2 separate regions of the Mus musculus genome follow, and region 1 is linked to region 2. The links are chromatin contacts, called in public promoter capture Hi-C maps. All regions are on one chromosome and are shown on one strand. The core of a region is the stretch at or near the end of the contact, and the rest is flanking DNA. Distances in the headings are between cores, read along the strand shown. Region 1 overlaps Afap1l2 (actin filament associated protein 1-like 2). Region 2 holds the start of Plekhs1 (pleckstrin homology domain containing, family S member 1).

What was found. Promoter capture Hi-C pulls out the DNA fragments that hold promoters and counts their contacts.
Region 1: a contact with region 2 is called in a promoter capture Hi-C map of the C10 cell line. The contact joins the enhancer-like site here to the promoter of Plekhs1 in region 2. A contact is called at or near these places in 4 of 39 promoter capture datasets (the C10 cell line, cranial neural crest, liver and 1 more) and 1 of 115 datasets of contacts at active chromatin or transcription factors (pancreatic cancer cells).

Annotation. Positions count from the first base shown.
Region 1 is chr19:56,957,085-56,963,216 of GRCm38.p6, forward strand. The region is part of intron 1 of Afap1l2 (actin filament associated protein 1-like 2); the gene reads right to left. Among named protein-coding and RNA genes, the nearest start is that of Gm38597, 18 kb to the right of the region's middle. Within about 2 kb of position 2,132, at least 27 of the 459 cell types and tissues checked have an H3K27ac peak or open chromatin away from gene starts, as enhancers often do.
Region 2 is chr19:56,457,593-56,463,274 of GRCm38.p6, forward strand. It overlaps Plekhs1 (pleckstrin homology domain containing, family S member 1), which reads left to right and starts at 4,045. Exons shown (of 13, transcript NM_001164263.1): 1 at 4,045-4,105.

The DNA.
Region 1 (6,132 bases), core at 882-3,381, 500 kb after region 2:
ACACACATACATACACACATACACATTTTCTTTCCTATAGTGTACACACACACACACACACACACACACATGCCCCATCTTGACAGTTTCACAGTTTACAAACCTCTGGCGTGAAGTATACAATGTTGTTATACAACTATCGCTATCTAGTTCCGCAATGTTTACTGTAATATCCCCAGTGGAATCCCACTCTGCAGTCATTTCTCTCTCCCTCCTTCCCCCAGCCCGATACTAAACCCTTCCAGTTCTGTGGTTGGCCTGTCCTGGATATAGTGTATGAATGGGATCAGATAACATGTGGCCTCCTGTCTGCCTTCTTCCACATAGCATTATGGCTTCAAGGTTGTGTGTTGTGGCAGGCATAAATACTGTTTTCTTCTTATGGAAGACATGATTCCATTCTGTGGACTTACTGCATTCTGTACATCCATTCATTGCTGGTGAGGGGGTGTTGTTTATTATTATTATTATTATTATTATTATTATTATTATAGCAGAGATAGTTTCTAGAGATAAAGCTCGCCCTCCATTTTACTGTACCATGCTTGGCAAACAAACTTTGCAGCAGCGGCCACTAGCACAGTCAACATACATACAGCACACAGCCACCACTCAAGAATGAGTCTCAGAGGGAAACCTTCCTCTATGCCCAGAGCATGGGAACTGCTTGACCTTCAGAGCTCAATTCCTTCAACTTAACAAGCAACATCCATGATTCACAAGGACACACTGGAGATGTGGCTGTGCTGTGTGGTACTCAGAGTTGATGTGGAGACCTGGTTGGCTCTGTGTCCATCCCTCGCAGAGCTGCACACTCGGTAACGAATGCAGATTTCCTCCAAAGAGGAAGGCTGCTCTTCAGTCAAGGGAAGCTGAGAAGTCTGGCCCTTCTTCTCCTTGCTGTGTAGTGTTCCGTTTCATGGATGTCAGGCAACTTTTAAGGCTTGTCTGCTATACAAACCAGGAGGTTTCTAGATCTTCATACCAGTGAGTTGCCTCAAAGACACCTCACTGTTGATATTCAGTGAGTTCCCTGCCTTAAGCACAGTTACATTTTGTGACTCTGAAGCATTCACATCAAAGGCAGAGGACATGTGCCCTAGGGACTTTGAACCCTCCTTATGCCAGGGCTCACCTCTAGAGATGCACTCACGTGGTGGCTTGGGGCTTCGAGAAACTTTAAATGTTTCCCAGGTGAGTCTAAGGTTCCTGTGGGACCATATGACAGAATAAATGAGTTCACTAAAAGATAAACAATCTGCTTTTGCGAGCAGCCTTTTTACTTCATAAAAATATTTATGCACAACCCTTTCAAACTGCGCAAGTCAATTCTGATTTACATATGGAACTTTGTAGATCCACACTTGTTACATGAACTCAGATGCACTTGGAAATATTTTTCTTCTTCCTTTTGGAAAAAGGAAAATATTACAGAAGGATGTAGTAAGACAAGGAATAAAGATATTTCTCTATTTACATACTGCCCGGCTCAGCTCTCTATCCTGCTGGGCAAGTGGAAGCTTAATCCTGCGGATGAGCACCCCCAAGGTTTCACAGAGGGCCTCTCAGCGGACTTGGACCCAAGGGGACTGGGTCAGAGTGTAAATAGCTTTCTCCAGTGTAAATATCCTAGAAGTCATTCATTATCTCAGGCTCCAAGAAGAGGCTGAGGGGCGAAGGGTTTTACTAGCAGTGAATGCTCTGTTCTCCACTGGGCTGACCTTCTAGAGTCACATGACCATCGTTTTTTGCAAGCTCTGTTTTTTCTCACCTATCTTTTGGGTCTCATCACTGAAAACACTTTCCTTATGGCTCACCCTTGGAGTTCCCGGATTAGCTGAGCGAGCATGGGGGAGGAGGACACAAGACAGATGCTTGCTGCTGGCTCCCAGTACTGGAGAAACAACTGGAGTTGCTCACAGCTGACCTCTCAAATGGAATAGACCTCCCTTATGAGCAGAGTCCCAACCCCATCCAAGGAGCCAGCTAGAATGCCCAACTCCAAAGACTGGGCTCTGCAGAGACTGTTACCTTCATGGTAACAACTGAAGACACCACACCAAACACATAGAGGCAGAAAGAACTCTGAGTCTGCTACCATAGTGCCTTACAGCATACCCAGTCACCCAGCCCTGCCAGCACAGGCTATCTGGTGACTCACTCTATTTTTCTATTTGCCCCATGAATAGAGAGGCCCTGGAAGCTCTGTATGGGCAGGGACCACATATGTTCAGGGTTGGCGTCCACCACCATGCCAAAACAGGTCTTTTGGAAAAGTCAGAAAACAACTGTTGAACACCATGCTGACAGATGGACAGACAGACAGACAGACAGACACACTCCTCCTAATAAACGAAGTTAGATGGGTTCTTTCAGTAGCCCAGGCAAAGACTTTCCAGTCTCTGGCCATAATTCCAGTCCTTGCCTGGAATGAGCAGGCAGGGGCCTGCCCTGGTAGCTGGTGGCTTGGGAAGACACAAGTCATTTTCCTCCTAACATGGCAACCTGAGAGGACTTTCTAAAGGGTATAGAGGAAACCAGGCCAAGCAGAGCTCCACACTCCCTCCTCAAACTCTATAGCCACTCAAGGGCACACAAGAGCAAGCGCAGGACACTCCAGGTCTCTGTGACCTTCAGGGCCAGGCCAGACCAAGAGGCTTTGGGACTAGAAGGTCTTTGTTCCTTCCCCAGTGGGGACATTCCTGAGATGCACTCCACCAGACAAGTGGAGTCTTTCAGAGATTTTTGGGGGTGGGGGAGGGTTAGGGCTAGGGGAAGGGGAGTGGCAGGGGAGGCACAGAGGTTTGGCTGGGTGTCCCTCCACAGGACAAAACACAAAACAGTCACACCTCGGTCTCAGAGCACGGTGGCTGGGTGTCAGCAAAGTCTGGGGAATATTGTGTGGAAGCCAAGCTGGAAAATGATCAGAAAAGCTGTTATCTCTCGGTGGAAGAGTTACAGGCGATCTGTCTGTCCTTCCTTCTGCCCTCGCCTGTTCCTCAACACGGGGTGCGTGCAGAGAACAGAAAACCTCAGTAGCCACTGTGTTTTCTATTTGATCTGTAAAGTCCACCTTGCCCCTGTTCACTTGAGTTAGAGAGAAGGACATACGCCAAAGAGAGGGAAAGAAAAGACAGAAAAGATGCCAACAGCATCCTAACTTAGTGCCCCTCCCCAGAATTCAGCCAAAAGTAATTTGAAGCCACTGAGTTCCATGCTACTTAGGACTCCACTACCAAATCAAGGTCAGATCCAGAAACTCAACTGCCCTGCCATGGAGTCAGCCCGACAGGAGGCACTGGTCTCCATCTCCCTCCCTGAGCTCCCATTCAGCGTCCAAAGACCCCAGAGCAAAAGTACTTCCTTCAGGTGCCAAGGAAGCCAGGCAGAGAAACAGGCTTCCTGGGTCCCCAGCGGCTTTGTCAGGCCTGACCTGCGGTGGCCATTGGAACCTGGAGTGTTTCTCATGCTTCACCAGATGGTGGAGTGCCCTGGAAGCCAGCTCCCCAACTTCTGAGCACCCGGTCTTGAAGGGCTTACCCCTACCGTGCTTTGACCTCCATGTCTGTAAGGTAGTGTTGGTGAGAAATGCCCACCACAAGACAGATCTGAGGAGTGGAAATGGCCCCACAGATGCTTACATCAAAGGCCACACATGGGCTGTGGGGTAAAAATCCTAATTCCATCTGTACAATGATATAAAAAACTCCCTACAGTCCTTTAATGTATTTATCATTTTTATGTATATATATATATATATAATGTGTGTGTGTGTGTGTGTGAGTGTGTGTGTATGTGTGTGAGTGTGTGTGTGTATGTGTGTGAGTGTGTGTGTGAGTGTGTGTGTGTATATGTGTGAGTGTGTATGTGTGTGTGAGTGTGTGTGTGTATAAGAAAAGGTGTGGAGCCTCTAGAGCTGAGTTTTGGATGGTTGTGAGCTGCCTCACACAGGGGCTTGGAGCTGAACCCTGGTTCTCCACTGAGCCATCTCATCCTCCAGCCCCCTCCCAACACTGCTTTAAACACACACACATGTGCATTATAATTTCAATAGAGCAGCTTTCAAAAGCTGACTGGTGATGGCCCCCATTTGATACTGCAGGACTACCAAACCATCCTGGCAGAGGGCAGTAAGGACAGTGTGGGAAGATTTGGGGTTAAGCCCTCCCTGAAAGCCCCCTTCCCAGAAACTCGCAGTTCAGAGGATAGACAAATATTTTCGAAGCTTCCTGTGGCTCAGGACAGGTTTCAATGGGTTAAAACTAAAAGTGGGGGTGGGAAGTTGGGTGGAGAGGTTGCACTGCGGTTAGAGCTACTTTTTGCAGAGGACCTGGGTGTGGTTCCCAGTGCCCACATGATAGTTCACAACTATAGTTTATAACTCTAGTTCCAAGGGATCTAGCGTCCTCTTCTGGCTCTGTGAGCACTAGGCATGCACACGGTACACACACACATACACACACACACACACACACACACACACACACACGCATGCAGTAAATCTTTACATCCTAAACTGACCCCAGAACAGGCAAGAATCAGAGTTGACACCAAGCTGGAACTTAGGCGGCCACCCGGTCCTCTTCTGTCCTCTCCTCACATCCTCCTGTCATCTCTGCCTCCAACAATGCTTCCCTGACTAAAGAGCAGGCATAACACTGCAAACGTCGCTGATCTGAAACGAATAAGCCATGACTGTGTGCAGTGGAAGTGCGCGGCTATCTCCTCTTCCCCAGCTTCCATTCCCAGGAGGAGCAAGGGCTCTGGGTTTGATCTTAGCTCCACAAGCAAATGGAGGTTGGGAGGAGGAGGAAAGGGAAGGGAAGTATGCACAAGTCCCGGGTTCAATCCCTAGCACTACCACAGAGAAACGTCTACACCAGTCATGAGCCATCCTCTGGGAAGCCCCTCCCCCACTGAGTTAGTTAGCCCTTTTGTGACTGTGACAAAGTGTCACACAAAAGCAACTTACAGGGGTTCTCTTGGCTCACGGTATAGAGAACAGTCTCAGGGCAAGAGGAACCTGAGGCATCATCGGTCACTTTACATCCACAGCAAGGAGCAGAGAGAGACACATGTTGGTACTCAGCTCACTTTCTTCCAGTCCCCGCCCCCGGCCCTCGGGTTGGCACTGCCCACATTCAGGGTGGACCTTCCTAGTTCCATCAAACCATTCTAAAATTCCCCCTCATAGCCAGTGTCTCAGTTAGGGTTTCATTGCTGTGAAGAGACACCATGACCAAGGCAACTCTTACAAAAGCAAACATTTAATCAAGGGCAGCTTACAGTTTCAGAGGTTCAGTCCATTATTATCATGGCGGGAGGCACGGCAGTGGGCAGGCAGACATGGTGATAGAGGAGGAGCCGAGAGGTCTACATCTTGATCTGAAGGCAGCCAGGAGGAGACTCTCTTACCAAGTGGCTAGAGACTGAGCACAGAAAACCTCAAACCCTACCTACATAGAGACATACTTCCTATAATAAGGCCACACCTCCTAGCAGTGCCACTCCTTATGGCCAAGCATTCAAACACGTGAATCTATGAGGGCCATACCTATACAAACCACCACAGCCAGTATTGGCCTCCCATGGTGGTTTGAATTCCCTTCATATTGACAAGAGACTCAACTACCACACCCACTGTCACCACATGTGGTTTTTGTAGAACCAGAATCTTCACCCCTGATGCCACAGGCAGTCACAGGACTTAGGATCTAACCAAACAGGGTATCCATCCCATTCCAGCAGCCAGTGATTGGCTTTGGGTTGGAAACGTGATCAGAGCCAAGCCAAGGAGCGTCCGTTTGGGAGCTACTAGAAAGCAGACAGTTCTGTACTCATGGTCAGCCTCAGGCCACTGTGGCCATCTCAGGAAGGACTACCTGAAAGAGAAGCATTCTCTGGGGATCCAGACAGCATCATCTTGGGACTGAGATTCAGCTACTGCAAAGAAGTCTTTCTGTTCTGTCACTATGTGTCAATAGGCATCTCCTTTGTTTGTTGGATTTCCTTCCAAAGTGAACTACCACAGCACATTTCTGGCCTTGGACTCAGGGCCAGGCAGTCTTCATATGAAATCTCACTCTATCCAGAGAGATAGGCATTATCAAGCCCACATCTGAATCCAAAGGA
Region 2 (5,682 bases), core at 2,795-5,294:
TTTTTGAGTAAAGACTTTGGTGTCAGGCTACTATATATGTTATCAGCCAATGAGAGGACAGAAACAAGACCTGCTGCTTGCCTGCTCCCCCTCTTCAGTGGTTTTCTTGTGCAAAGCCCAGACTAGCTCATCAACTTTTACAGGGGTAAGGAAATGGCAGCTTCAACTACATTTCAGCAGCATAGCTGGCACATCAAAGGAATGAGGAAGGCCAAGAGTCTTGATGCCTCAGAGAGGATAAAGAGATAACCGGGTTGAAATGAGGTGATGGGAAGAGTAGCGAAGCTAGGGAGGTGCAGTCACAAAGGGAGACCAGCAGTTTATAAGGGTCACACAGACATAGGTCGTTTCAACGCCCCAGGGGTGGCCATGGAGAGAGGAAGGAAAGGGAAGTAGAGATGAACTATCACTGCGGTGTTAGACCTCCCTGGCCCAAGGATCAGTTCTCCAAAGTTCTTCATCTTTTCTGTTGTCTGTGTATCCATAACACAGTGACTGGCATCCAACAAGCATAGCATTACAGAGTGTGGGAGGCACCACAGTTTGCTGTGGGGTGGTCGGTTCAATCTCAGTGGAGTGTAGGGTCTCGTGGAGGATGAAATAGTCGTCGATTAAATGATTAGACAAACACAGGTAAAATGGTAAGAGTGAAATGTGCTCCCAAGTTTGCATAGGATCAGATGGTGTCCTGAGACCCTGCCTCTGACTGAGAGATAAGAGGTCCCTGGGAAGTGTGGTTCAAGTGGGACCTGGAAGATGGGCTGGTCAGGGGAGATGTTTAGGAAGAGTAAGCTAGAGAGTGGGGACACTGTGGATTTGTAGAGAGAAGACCATCATAGTGTGAAGACCATGGTGGCCAGAGTGCAGAGATCAAGGTGAGAAAAGGCTTTGCTTCTGTGGTCCTTCCTAGAGGGAGGCTGGGAATGCACAGTGACTATTCCCCACCTTTCTGGCTGAGACCTGACTTTATTCAGATGACAGTAGAAAGAACCAGGCTAGGTCTAAGCCAATGAGATTCCATTTCCTCTTGGTTCAGAGACTGGCCTTAAGGTGACATGACCAGCCCAATCAGATGTAACAGGAAATCTTCCTCCAATATTGTAGGAAAACTGTTCCTTCCTGATGTAGAAAGGACTTGCAGGGATACTCATTTCCCACACATCCCTTCCCTGGGACTTGTATGCTGTTTTGTGAAAACATGTTACAATGGCAGACAGCTCTGACCTAAACAATCAGAGCTACAAAGCCAGTGTTAGAATATCACCAAGTGACTCTTGACTGCTTTGCTCAGACATTCAGCATGATGTCTGACAAATAAGGTATAGGCCACTCTGATTTTTCTCATAAATGTGCAGGTAGAAACAGTACAACTCATAATGCCCATCAGTTTGGTCACGAGACTCATAAGGTCATAAAAGCACTTCATCTTGCCAGTTGTCTTCACATTAGGACATCACCAAATGGGACAGATGAATTTTGCACTGGTTTCATTTTTACACTATCTCTAGGACACGGTGTGTAAAGCCTTTTCTCATCTTACCTCTTTTAGTTATCTGGTATAGAATAGAGACGCAGTAAAGATGGCCCACAGTGTGGTTGATGTCACTACTTATTGGTGGCATCAACAGGGATGTTTTCTCCGCAGGGACATTGAGCATACACGTGTCTTGTCAGCTTGCATACTGGTGAGCCCTTGGCTTTGGATCAAGGGCAGAATCACACTGTGGCCTGAATGGGTACTGGGAGTGCTTTGAACCAGGACAGAAACGGGACCATGAGAACCACAGATCTGGCAACCTGCCTGGTTAGCCTTACCAGTCGGTAGCAGAGCAGGTCAAAAGCTGAGAGAAACTGGTCCCAACATAGATCTCACAGATTTCGGGCTACAGAAGAGCACATGCCAGCCATAAGGTCACCATAGGCTGGAGTTTCATTTCTGTCACTGGCTGTGTGGCCTTTAGCAAACTATTTCTTCTCTAAATTACAGTTCCCTCTTTTTGAAATTAAGAGGGTTAGGACTAAATGATATTCTGGGTGAATTAAATCCCTCCCCGTAAACACTAGATATTTCCATTTAGTACATGCTGCTGAGCTCTGTTTTGGTGAAGGAGGAACAGGAAGAGTAATTTTGTGACAGAGGCCTGTCTGTCGTGCATTTAGCAGATTAGTTGTCTGAAATTTCAAAGACGCTGCTTACTTGCAAAGGTATTTGACTGGCAGCCTTGCCTGTGTTGTTGGTAATGATTAATAAGGAAAAACACCACACTTCTGTCTTCTGGCATGTTTCCGGCTATCTCACAAGGTTAGTATTTGATGCCAGAGGCAGATTTCATTTTCATTTTCTACATTGCATCTATAGTACAAGTAGCTTTTCTTAGGTACTTATGGGATATACTAAGCAACTTCCCAGAAAAAAAATACTATTACTGGAGAATAAGAACAAATGTGGGAACATGGTGGGATAGGTAGATGGACAAGCAGACAGACAGAAGATGGAAAGATCATGGGTCTGTCATCTGTTTTATTGTTTTAAAGGAATAAAAATCATAAAGTAATTTCCTCTTCCTCTGTTGGTTAGGAATTGTTACCACAGTGACAGGCTATCCATAGCTCTGCAGTTCACAGTGGAGACCAGCACAGCTGTTGAAGAACTACTTAAGACACTAACTAGTAACATCTGCACAAAGACCGGCTGTGAAGCCACAGAGAGTTTCCAGGTCTAAGGTATTGACTGTATATCAGGAAATATATTTCAAGAAATGGTTTCTCCTAAAACAAACAAAGCAAGTTCTGTGCAGCAGGGGGACAAATTGATTCTGCATGACTGGAGCCCAGAAGAGTTGCCAAAAGGAGAACCAACAAGGCCTGCCTCCTCTGTGTGGTGCAGAAGTAAACAATGGAGGAAGAGCCCTTGCCAAAGGCTAACCAGTACTGTGTACTCCGCTTTTCATGGGGAGCCTTATGCTTTAGGGAAGGTTCTGTAAAGTCAGGATTATCCATCCAAAGGTGGGCATAGTGGCACACTCCTGTAATCCCAGGACTCAGTAGGCTGAGACCGGGAACGCTGTGAGTTCAAGACCAGCCTTGTCTACCAAATAAGTTCTAGGCTAACCTCAGAAACAAAGAGACTTTGTTTCAAAGAAAAAAGAAAGAAGAGAGAGACAGAGACAGAGAGATAGATAGAGACAGAGACAGAGAGAGACAGAGAATTATCCATCCTATTATGCTGATGACTAATGATATCAAAGTCTGAAAGACTACAATGTTAATGAATATGTGGCAAAGCTGATAGAAGCTGAGCTACCTCAGCACTAGGAACAAAGGTAAAAGACTATGTCCTTTTGTTTCTAGAGGTAACAAGATGTAACAATGTAACAGTGATGTAACTCATTAGCACTCTGCCATCTCGTCTACCTATAATATGAGTTTAAAAATACACGCAAACCCCTTAGCTGGCCAATACTACTGCACTGGTCAAATGGCAACTGTTTGTGTATGTTTCTTGCTTTGAAGGGGCCATGTGCTGGACAGCATGCCTAGTCCCTCCCTCCACCAAAGAAACTGCTCCATCATGAATGAATTTGCCAATATTCCTGGAAGCTACTCGAAGGAATGAATGTATTAGAGAAGCCGGGCTTTTGTTTCCTAGTTGGGTACAAAGCAATTCTTCCTAAGGAAGATGTGTTGGTGAGATATGGCTGGGTGGGAAGCAGAGAATTGTTTCAGTGGTAGTCACTGCAGAAGGTCAAGGCTAGGTTAGCATTGTCCTCAATAAGAGTCATTGTTCCTATGGTCCAAAGTCTTGCAGGAATTTTTAAATTTTATTTGCTTTTTTTTTTTTTTTTAAACCAGTTACCTGGAACATCAGGTGTAATGCTGTGCCAAGCCACAAGAAGAATGAAAGCCCAGGACTTCCCCTTAGGCCCCAGTTTCCATTTGTATTGGGGACAAAAGTAAAATCTTCCCAAGGCATGTTGAGAACTTCCTGCTGGTTCACATTTCAAACAGAGCCGGTACTTAATCCACCCTCACACCAGAGCTCACAGTAAGCAGGAGGAGCTCTGGAGCCACACGGTGCAGGTGCAGAGAACTACCTGGTGACCTGGTAAGTACTCGCGGACTGTGACAGAGAGTCTGGAGTCCCAAGGTTGTGGTGATCCGGGAGCTTGTTAACGATTGAGCAATTGCCAATTGGGAAACTGGAAATTTTCCAATTGAGCAGTCTTGCTATTTTAGGCTTTTTCTTTCTAATCTTCTAAGGCTGTAGAACCAGAGGGAAATGGGACCGACCTCTTGGCATCAGACCTATGAACTTCCAACTGGCATGACAATAACAGGCCAGGGTACAAATGTGAGCTCTTCCAGAGTGAGATGGAAGAGCTAAACAGATGGGGAAGGGGGGGCATGGGGCGTGTCTGCTTATTCGGGGCCAGTGACAAGAACTATAAGAAAAACTGGAAAGAGATCGCATCCTCTGTTCCCTGTCTGTCTGTCTGCCTGCCTGCCTGACTGTCTGTCTGTCTGTCATCCATCTGTCATCTCTGTCTGCCTGCCTACCTGTCTGTCTGTCAGTCATCCACCCATCATGTCTGTCTGTCTGTCTGTCTGTCTGTTTTTGAGACAGGGTCTCACAAAGGAGCCCCGGCTGGCCTAGAACTCACAGATATCTTCTAGCCCCTACCCATCAAGTGCTGGGATTAAAGCCATGTACCACTATGCCACACACATTCTCCTTTGTTGAACGGGCAGGAAGTACCACTATCCTGAAAAAGACTGACTTTCAAGTTAGAATCTGGTTCGTGTTCTGAATCCTTAATTCTGTAGAGACTAGTTGCTTAATCTCTCTAATGGCTGTTTCCTTGTCTGTGACTGGATGGTACAGAATTGTAAAAATAATTTAAACTCTAGGTGCACGGCAGGATGTAGTATGCATACCATAAATGCTAGCTATTATTGACCCTCAAATATTATTTGAGACAGAGAGGACCTGGTAACCAGCATTCTCGGGAACAGAAAAGTAGTCCCCATAGGCAACACTGGAGTCCTTTGTGGGCATCATGAGGCTAGAGCTGCCCCCAAAGCACACTTTACCAGGCTTAGTGCGCTAGGAAAGTGGTGCCATTGGAAGGATCCGTGTGCATCCATGTGGAGCCCTGTGTGTTCTGCCTGGGGAGCTAGATACACTTCACCTTGCTCTTTCTCTCTCACGTGCAGGTCTCCATTTGTGAAATAAGCCCCTTCAGTACAGGCTAGTTCTGAGACCCAAAAGTCACAGCGTATTACACAGCTGTGTAAATACCATTGGTGGTGCTCAGGGTCAGGCGTGCCTACAGTCTCCTTGGCACCAGTCAGAGCTCTGGTGCTGGGGAAGGATCAAGCAGAGTTTCTGTACAAACTGTAAAGCAGCAGATGTTCTCAAACCGGTGCTATCAGGAAGATTTTAGCCCTCCCCTAACAAACTATAAAGGCTTTAAAAACAGTTAAGTATTTTATCAGGAACTTCCTTTTTTTTTTTTTTAACAAAGAACAGTCTTATGTGGGTTCTCTGCACCATTACATGCTGGGCTAAATGCTGTATACATGGATGCCCAAGTCTCACATGTGCAGAGACCAGACAAAAGGGGATGCTGAAAAGCACCCCTTCCTAATTACTTCTCTAGGCAATGGCACTCTCACATTGAA